Regions from separate parts of the Sus scrofa genome. Here all the other regions are linked to region 3. Evidence: chromatin contacts called from public HiChIP or PLAC-seq data. All regions are on one chromosome and are shown on one strand. The core of a region is the stretch at or near the end of the contact, and the rest is flanking DNA. Distances in the headings are between cores, read along the strand shown.

Evidence for each region. HiChIP or PLAC-seq counts read pairs in DNA pulled down with a chosen protein or histone mark.
Region 1: an H3K27ac HiChIP or PLAC-seq map of skeletal muscle shows a contact between it and region 3, with 4 times the contacts expected there. The contact joins two enhancer-like sites. A contact is called at or near these places in 7 of 47 Hi-C or Micro-C datasets (brain, embryonic fibroblasts, fetal heart ventricle and 2 more) and 1 of 2 datasets of contacts at active chromatin or transcription factors (skeletal muscle).
Region 2: an H3K27ac HiChIP or PLAC-seq map of skeletal muscle shows a contact between it and region 3. The contact joins two enhancer-like sites. A contact is called at or near these places in 3 of 47 Hi-C or Micro-C datasets (embryonic fibroblasts and heart right ventricle) and 1 of 2 datasets of contacts at active chromatin or transcription factors (skeletal muscle).

What each region holds. Positions count from the first base shown.
Region 1 is chr2:130,688,016-130,690,833 of Sscrofa11.1, forward strand. No RefSeq gene overlaps it. Among named protein-coding and RNA genes, the nearest start is that of CTXN3, 93 kb to the left of the region's middle. Within about 2 kb of position 1,291, at least 17 of the 83 cell types and tissues checked have an H3K27ac peak or open chromatin away from gene starts, as enhancers often do. A contact at or near this core is called in skeletal muscle, where this site is marked.
Region 2 is chr2:130,667,591-130,670,290 of Sscrofa11.1, forward strand. No RefSeq gene overlaps it. Among named protein-coding and RNA genes, the nearest start is that of CTXN3, 72 kb to the left of the region's middle. Within about 2 kb of position 1,436, at least 2 of the 83 cell types and tissues checked have an H3K27ac peak or open chromatin away from gene starts, as enhancers often do. A contact at or near this core is called in skeletal muscle, where this site is marked.
Region 3 is chr2:130,523,524-130,526,223 of Sscrofa11.1, forward strand. All of the region lies in intron 1 of LOC106509550 (a long non-coding RNA gene), which reads left to right. Among named protein-coding and RNA genes, the nearest start is that of CTXN3, 72 kb to the right of the region's middle. Within about 2 kb of position 1,343, at least 6 of the 83 cell types and tissues checked have an H3K27ac peak or open chromatin away from gene starts, as enhancers often do. A contact at or near this core is called in skeletal muscle, where this site is marked.

The DNA of each region.
Region 1 (2,818 bases), core at 41-2,540, 160 kb after region 3:
AATATTGAGCAGAGTTCCCTGTGCTGTACAGGAGGTCTTTGTTAGTCATCTTTTCTGTAGTTGTGTGTATATGTCAATCCCAAACTCCCAATTAAAGCTTCTTTTAAATACTATCGATTTAGGGTTGATGGAACGCTAGCTAGCTTTCACTGGTAATCCAAATCATTTTGTCTATCCCGTAGCTGGGCCCTGGCCCGATGGGTTGGCCTGGTGGGCTAGAAACAAGTGGGGAGGGCAGAAGAAATAGCAGGGACAAAGATTTGTGCTGGGACTAGGAGTGGAAGCTCATGGCATTGTCAACCAATGGATCCTGCCTTTGAGAAGAGGATAAATGTCAACCTTATCTGAATTTTTGCCTCCTGGCTTTGTTTCTTAGTGATTCACATAGAACTAAGGCAAATAGATGCCTAGGGGTTCACCTACACTAAGCATCGATTGGTCCTGGGCCTCAGGTAACTTAAACTTAACCTTTCTAGGGTCCCTTCTAGCAAGGTCTCTGTTGGTTCACTATGAAAAAGAAGAAATGTAGACATAATGAGGAAATAAGAAGAGGGTGGTGCTTCCTCTCTGAGGTCACACAGATGACAGTTCTTTGTTGGCCTCTTCTAGCTAACATTCTTTATTTCTCTGCAGTTGTGTCACTAGGGTCAAAATAAGAGAATTGTGAAATCAAGATAATTTACATTTCAGGCTTTTAATCTGGGCTGTGCACAGCTCAAAGAAGTAAGTTTGCAGCACGTCAGCAAAGAAAGGGATGTAAGAATCCCACTCTTGTCCTGGATATTAATGGTAAGCAATTCAGGACATTGCTACATTTAGTTAAAGAAAACACTTGATTATATTTCCTGTAGGTTAAGATCAGTGGGAGAAAATGTCTGGAAATTAGGTAGTAGATAAAAGACTAGAAGGAGGAACAGAAAATAAGGAAAAGTGTTAAGAAGAAGAAAAAAGAAGAGGCAAAAGGTCTCAGAAGCTCATAATAAAGCAGTTTTTGCCTGTGTGCTGGCTTCTATCACCAGCACACACAGGACGGACAAAGAAAGGGGCTCTGATAGGCTGCGGTCTATGACCATACACATGCCAAGAGATCTCACAGCCTTGGGGCTAAGAAAGTGTCAGAAAACCCAGTTTCACAATGAAGCAAAGACCCAGAGGTGCCCCAGTGCAGAGGGGCTCAGCAGGCCAGTTCCTGACATACTTCCTCTGGCAACAGTGTTGGCTCCGTGTCTCTCATTCATCACTGGCTGCTGGTTCCTGGCTCCCAGCGGCAGGCCCAGGAGAGCTCAGGCTTTGTTTCTGCTCCACCACTTACTTGCTTTATGACCTTGGCCCGTTCCCTTGGTCGCTCCCAGTCACAGCTGTCTTACGCACACTCAAGGGGGCAAACACATTATTGCGAGGACTGAATGACATAAGTGTATCTGGCTCTCAGTTAGGGTCTCCGTAAATGTTAATTTATCTCAATTCCTGCTAGTGGTCATAAAAGAACTATGTGAATCTCTGAGTCTTGTGTCATGGGCTAGGGTGTGTGTCTGCATTATTTGCATAAGTTTCCTTTTTTATTGGTCTCTCTCAAAGTGGTTGAAAGACAACCACATCACAACAGAGTGGTTACTCATCATCTCAGAGACTTTCAACCAGGAGCGGCCCCCCTCCCCAGCCCCCTTGTCCGATCTGGTTTTTCCACTACCTCGCTGTCTCTCCTATTCTTTCTCAGCTCCTCCTTTGGTAAAGGGACTTTAGTACTTTGACCTTCTTTCTTTCCACTTCATCTTTTAAGTCTTCTGTCTGTTTCTGCTCATTCTCTGATTTTGCCCAGGCTGAGAGCTGAATGGGCAGTGCTGATATATGACCTTTTCAGCGTTTTGCCAGGGTCAGGGGCAACTGGGGAGTGAGAGGAGTCTATGATCACTTTCTCACCAAGGAGGTGAATCCAAGAATGACCATGTAGTCAGAATTTGCTTCATGCATCTTCTGGATACTCTACCTAGCAAAATATTGGTTGCATACTACGTGGGGCATAAACACTAGCCAGGAAAGAGATGTCATGATTTAAAGTAAGAGCTGGGAGGTAGGAACCTTGGTGGGGAACTCGAATTTTTTTTTTTTTTCCTAACCATTGTTTTTCCCAAGTAGGGATAAAACATAGATATGACACAGCAAGAAGGAATTTAAATAAATTATAAATAAATAAATAAATTCACAAAGAGGAATTTATTGGTGATATTCAAAATATGAAGACATTTCAATGGAGGATAATATGGTAGTTTTGTTTCCCAACTTTTCATGAAAGCACATGGGAGCCTTTTTCTTACTTCTTAGTAGTAGCTCAGGTGTCAGCTGACGTAGTTTTCCAGATGAGAGAGATACTTCCAAAAGCCCCACATAAAACTAGTAACAGGGGCTCCTCATATTCTCGTTCTTTACTGAATCTGACCAATTATGTTACAGTCAAAGACAATTCCTTTCCCTTTCTTTTTCCCTTGGGATCTCCCTAAGATCCTCCTTCATTTTAAAGAAAAATATAATGAGACAAAGCGTGAAAGGGGGTGCAGTAGGGGATGTTATTTAAGTTCACATCCTACAGGAATGCAGGTACAATGCCAGCCCTCTGCAGTGTATTGCCAATGGTGGGCAGAGAGTGGAGGAATTAACCTTTATTCAGCATCTATAATGTTCTCAGTACTCTAGATGGACAGACATTTCATCGCATGCACACATGAACACTATAAGAGGCACTATTATTATCATCCGCATGAGGGAAATGAAACTCAGAAACATTAAGTCATTTTCCCGAAGTCACATAATTAATAAACCA
Region 2 (2,700 bases), core at 186-2,685, 140 kb after region 3:
ACTGGTTGATGCAGCTCTGCAAAGCCTGGTGCCTCCCTCTGAGGACATTTCCAAAGGGCCAGTCCAGCTCCAGAGCTCCCCATGGGGTCAGCTCAGGCCCTGTTGCATTCCTGTTTCTTTCCTTCCTTTATAGCTATTACTCCCAAAAGCCATCTCCAAAAGCCCTTTGTAACTCTCAAGAGTTTTCATCCCAGGAATTCTAACCCACAGAATAACAAAATCAGAATAGGTCTAACAAGTGAATGAGGTGTTGTGAATGGAAATGCTTAAGAGATGCAAAACAACCATGGTGTGCCCCATTGAGGGTGAGACAACAGACATGAATAGAAACTGTCTTTAGGAGTTCTGGTTGTGGCTCAGCAGTAAGGAATCCAATTAGTATCCACAAGGATGCTTGTTTGATCCCTGGACTTGCCCAGTGGGTTAAGGATCCAGCGTTTCCGTGAGCTGTGGTGCAGGTCACAGATTCAGCTCTGATCCCACGTTGCTGTGGCTGTGGTGTAGACCAACGAGTGCAGCTCTGATTGGACCCCTGGCCTGGGAAGCTCCATATGCTGCAGGTGCAGCCCTAAAAAAGGCCAAAAAAAAAACCCCAAAAAACCCATCTTCATAATTTTGACAGCACTTCAGAGAAATCTTTCCTAATATAAGTGAGAGATTTAATGAGTATCTGTTTGCAAACTTTGAGGAAGTGAGATATATTTAATAGAGCACGGTAATGTTCATTTGTTCAGTCTAAAAAATTAGCTTTTTTCCACAAAACAAATTGTATAGAAACTGAAACTTTACTTCTAGGGATATCTGGTAGTTATCTAGATAGCATCTGACATCATTGTACCTGGGAGAGTAACATTATCTCCCCAGATGTTCGGAGGTGAGAGGTTAGTTGGAGACTCTACCATTGTTCAGCCTCTCATGTAACAACTTCCCTGTTGAGATCTTTCAGTAAATGAGGGGCTGACTCATATCATGCTCTCCTTTCTCCATCCCACCCTTGTCCCTTTACAGTCATCTCAAAGTTCACCCAGTTAAAGAGCCTAAATTCTATACAGAAACAACTCTAGCAGAGAGTCTAGGTCAAGCAGTATCTAGAAAGGGGATAATGATGGTATCATTGTAATTAGTGAGAAACTTATTTTTTCCTTTGGCTGTTATAAAAAATGGTCAAAACTTCATTAAAAGTTAGGAAGGTTATCAGGTGCAAGTGGCTAATGGCTTAATATTTTATTTATCTGAATAATTCATTTTTTCTCCACAACACCCACCCAAGGTTGGAGGCAGAGGAACTCTATTCATCACAGTTACTAGGGCACCCTCTGGATGGAAGCTTTGCCTGGGAGTGCATTTCTGCAATCCAGGCAGGCGGCCATGGAGGGAGGGGCTGACTGCATGGTGAGTGCTCCACCCGGAAGTCACACACTCCACTTTTGCTCTTCTGTCATCGGTCAAAGGACTCACACGGCCAAAAACAGCTTCAAGGACTGGGCAAGTAAATCACATCATGTGCCTCAGATAATTTTTAGAAACATTTTGATGGTCCAAAATTACAGCAATGTAAAACTAGATGTTAAAAAAAGAAAGTAAACCTAAGAAAAGAAAGGAAATGCTATAGACACAAAAGAAAACATCACCTCCAGGATTTATTATTTTAATAAGTTCTATTTAACTTGAGGACAGAGACCATAAAGAAAACCTTAGCTTTTTTCTTTTTCTTTTTTCTTTTTAATTCAGCTTTAATTTAGCACCACAGATGCAGCATATGGAGGTTCCCAGGCTAGGGTCGAAATGGAGTTACAGCTGCCAGCCTACACCACAGCCACAGCAATGCCAGATTTGAGCCATCAGGGATTGAACCTACATCCTCTTGGAGAGTAGTTGAGTTCATTTCCTCTGAGCCATACAGGAACTCCAGACCTTAGCATTTTAAAATAATGTTGGCCAAGGAGTTACTGTTATGGCTCAGTGGGTTAAGAACCCAACTTAGTGTCCATGGGGATGCAGGTTGATCCCCAGCCTCGCTCAATGGATTAAAGCTTTGGTGTGGCTGAGGTGAAGGCCAGCAGCTGAAGCTCTGATTTGACCCCTAGCCCAGGAACTTCCATATGCCACAGGAGTGGCCCTAAAAAGAAAATAAATAATAATAATTAAGGTTGGCCAAAGAACTAGGCAATGTCCTTCAGAAAAAAATGATCCTTCACAAGCAATTAGGCAAAACGACCGATTTCAACTTAACTTTCTCTGATAGAATAGATGTATAAGAAACAAAAAGTCCTGTTTTCACATGCAAATATGTTTTTCTTTCTTTGAAGGTCAAGAGGCAAAGAAATTTAGAAAACATGTGGCACTGAAATAGATTGTTTACAGATAGATTATTTTTCAGGATTTCCCCAAGAGGCATCAGTGGAGCAAAGGACCTCTAAAAACTGAAGAATTTGAGTGTTGGCGGATTTGTTTCATTAGATACCCATGACATTTTTTTTCCCTCTATTTGGCTTCTTCAAATGGCAAAAAGTTCCAAACAACGGGCATTATTTGGGGAAAGCATGGTAATTTGTGCTGTGTAGCTCTGTGCTAACACATTTTATTTTCTGGGAGGATGGAAATGTTGAGAAGTTTGTATGTAGAGAAGGAAGTTTTGAAATGTAAAAGGGGGCAGAAGTTAAACATACATATTTAACTATATAAAAGTTACACATATGA
Region 3 (2,700 bases), core at 93-2,592:
AGAGGAAAGACAGGCTGGGAAGGCTCAGAGAAGGTCATTGGGAAGGACAGAGGCTTCTTTTCTCAGGACTGCTTAAGATACACCCTCCTCCCAGAGGCTAAGCCCTCCTGGGGGAGAAAGAGAAAATAACAGCCAAGAAAACTTTGCATGCAAATCACAGACAGAGAAGAAAGAATATGTATTTGTGTGTTACGTGTGGATGTTTGCGCATGTTTGTGTCAAAAAGAGAAAATATATACTGTGCCAATCACATTCGGGAGCAGCATCTTAGATATGACTGGATATGTGAAGTTACTCAGAGGACTCTGACATCTTAAAACAGTGCACTTCATAAACTGTCTTTGTTACTTGAAAAAAGAAATCTCGGTGCTCTCATCGTGGCTCAGTGGAAACGAACCCAACTAGTATCCATGAGGACGTGGGTTCCATCCCTGGCTTTACTCAGTGGGTTAAGGATCCATCATTGCCATGAGCTATGGCGCGGCTCAGATCTTGCATTGCTGTGGCTCTAGTGTAGGCTGGCAGCTGTAGCTCTGATTCAACTCCTAGCCTGGGAACTTCCATAGGTCACACCTGTGGCCCTAAAAAGCAAAAAAAAAAAAAAAAAAAAAAAAAAAGGAAAGAAAAAGAAAAAGAAATTTCTATGAAAGTGAATTCACAGGAATCATGATAGACTTTTTCAGCTTAAGCCAAGGGACAGCCTCCTTAGAGCTGCTGAATGGTACATAGGAAAGCTTGATATCAAAGTAGGTTCACAATAAACATTACTATCTTCCTCCTTTATTTCATCAAAAGGAATGATAGAAACAAAGGCAGGTAGGAGGGAGAAGAAATGGGGAAAGAGGGAAGGAATCTAAAGTTGGAGAGGAAGAATAGTTTCCCTCAAAAGACTAAATACAAAAGACTAAATACAAAAGACTAAATAATAAGACATGGATGAAATTCTGCATTTAAATAGAGATACTTGTGGACATTTCAGGCCGTTTTCCACAGCCCATCCTGTCAATTCCCTAGTATAGGAGGCTTTTTAAATCTTAGACTTTACAGCCAATTCACTCTGCTACACCGATTGCATAGCTTAAAAAGACATGACACCCCCTGCCCTGCCACCCCACTGGCCAGATTGGAGGTGTCTTTCTATGCTGCTTATCTCTGAGTGTTTGTTTTTAAAGGGAAAAGAAGTTTAGCAGCAGTTGTGAACTGTACCTTTAAAAACTAACCTTTGAAATCAGGCTGTGATCATCTTGACCTTCACTGGACCGTATGATTCTCTAGAAGTCCAGACGCGTGAATAGATCTCTTTGTGTGCTCAGCCCTCGTCCAAGCCAAGCCAGCCTGGGTTTTGTTTTGGCAAGTCCACGAGAACGCCACAGACAAGTCGGTTTTGATTTACAGATACCCGTAAGGAGATGTGATTCCTTTCCAGGAAAAGGGCACGGTGGCTAATTTGCTTTAATTTATATACACAGGGCTCTTTTAGCAGCTGGGACTGCAGTTGGGCTTGGTCAAAGTGGGTGCTTCGGCAGGAAGCATGGCTCCCAAATGCTCAGTGGGAGACTGTCCATCTGGAAAGACACAGAGGCCAGGAGGTGGCAGGTGAAAATGGACAGAGGGAGAATTCAGTGACAGAAACCTCAACATCTCACCGTAAAAGTTTCCAAATTGTATTTCTCTGGATCTGGTTTTCTTTGCTTTCGTTACTTCCTGTTTTTCAGGCACAGGTGGCACTTTTGCCTAGACACTGCTGACTGCTACGGTTTTTTCTGACATGTGGTTTTTGATTGGATTAAGATTTCTATAAAAACTAGGTTGATGTGGCCCAGACAGCATAGTGTCAATTTTCCACTTGTGTACGTGGTTCCTCTTCATGTCATAAGTGAAAGGTATAATGTCACCATCCCCAAAGCCCAACAACATGTATAGGGGCCCCAGAACTCTTTGGATACTTGAACTTCAGTAAGTTTAAGCAAAGAGAAAAATGGGCAGTATCCTTTGGATCGCTAGGACTCCCCTCTAATAGGAGGTCACTCAGCCGCTTTGGCCACAGGGCTAGAAAGGCGGAGCACGGCTGCCTCAGTTTCCAGGCTGGCTGGCTGGGCACGGATGACAATTTTGGCTTGGCCATGGGATGAACCTGCAAGCCCAGGGAAAAGTCTGTGCTGCTCAGAGGGGACCTTAAAGAAAAGCATCCGCTGCAGCTTTTCCAGCCCCCATTCTGCACATTTGTCCTTTGTTCCCTGACAACCCAGAGAGACAAAGGGACTTCTGTCCTTTGACGGGTTGGCCTCCCCTCCGTGGAGCCTTCTGCTCCCTCTCCTATTCTCCACTCCATTCAGACGGTTCCTGGGACCGGAAGGTGATAAAAGAAACACATTTCAAAGAGCGAAAACAAGCATCCAGGAAGGATCTTGCCATCAGGTTGAGACAAATGAAAAGCCCAGGCCTCTAGTTTCTCCATCTGAATCTGGAGCAGCTGAGGAAGAAACGGTGGCTCTGAGCAGCTGTCAGCAGGTGCTTCAGAGGTGGAAGCCTGGGGGCCAAGACACCTCCCTCTTGGCTCCGTCTCTGGTCTGGAAGACTCTAACCTCCCTCTGTCCCATGTCAGTTTCCTCTCCTGCTTGTTGACACTCTTACTTTCCCTCTTTCCTGTCTTTGCTTGTCAGTGTTTATCTTCTGCTCAAAACTCCCCACTCCCATCAC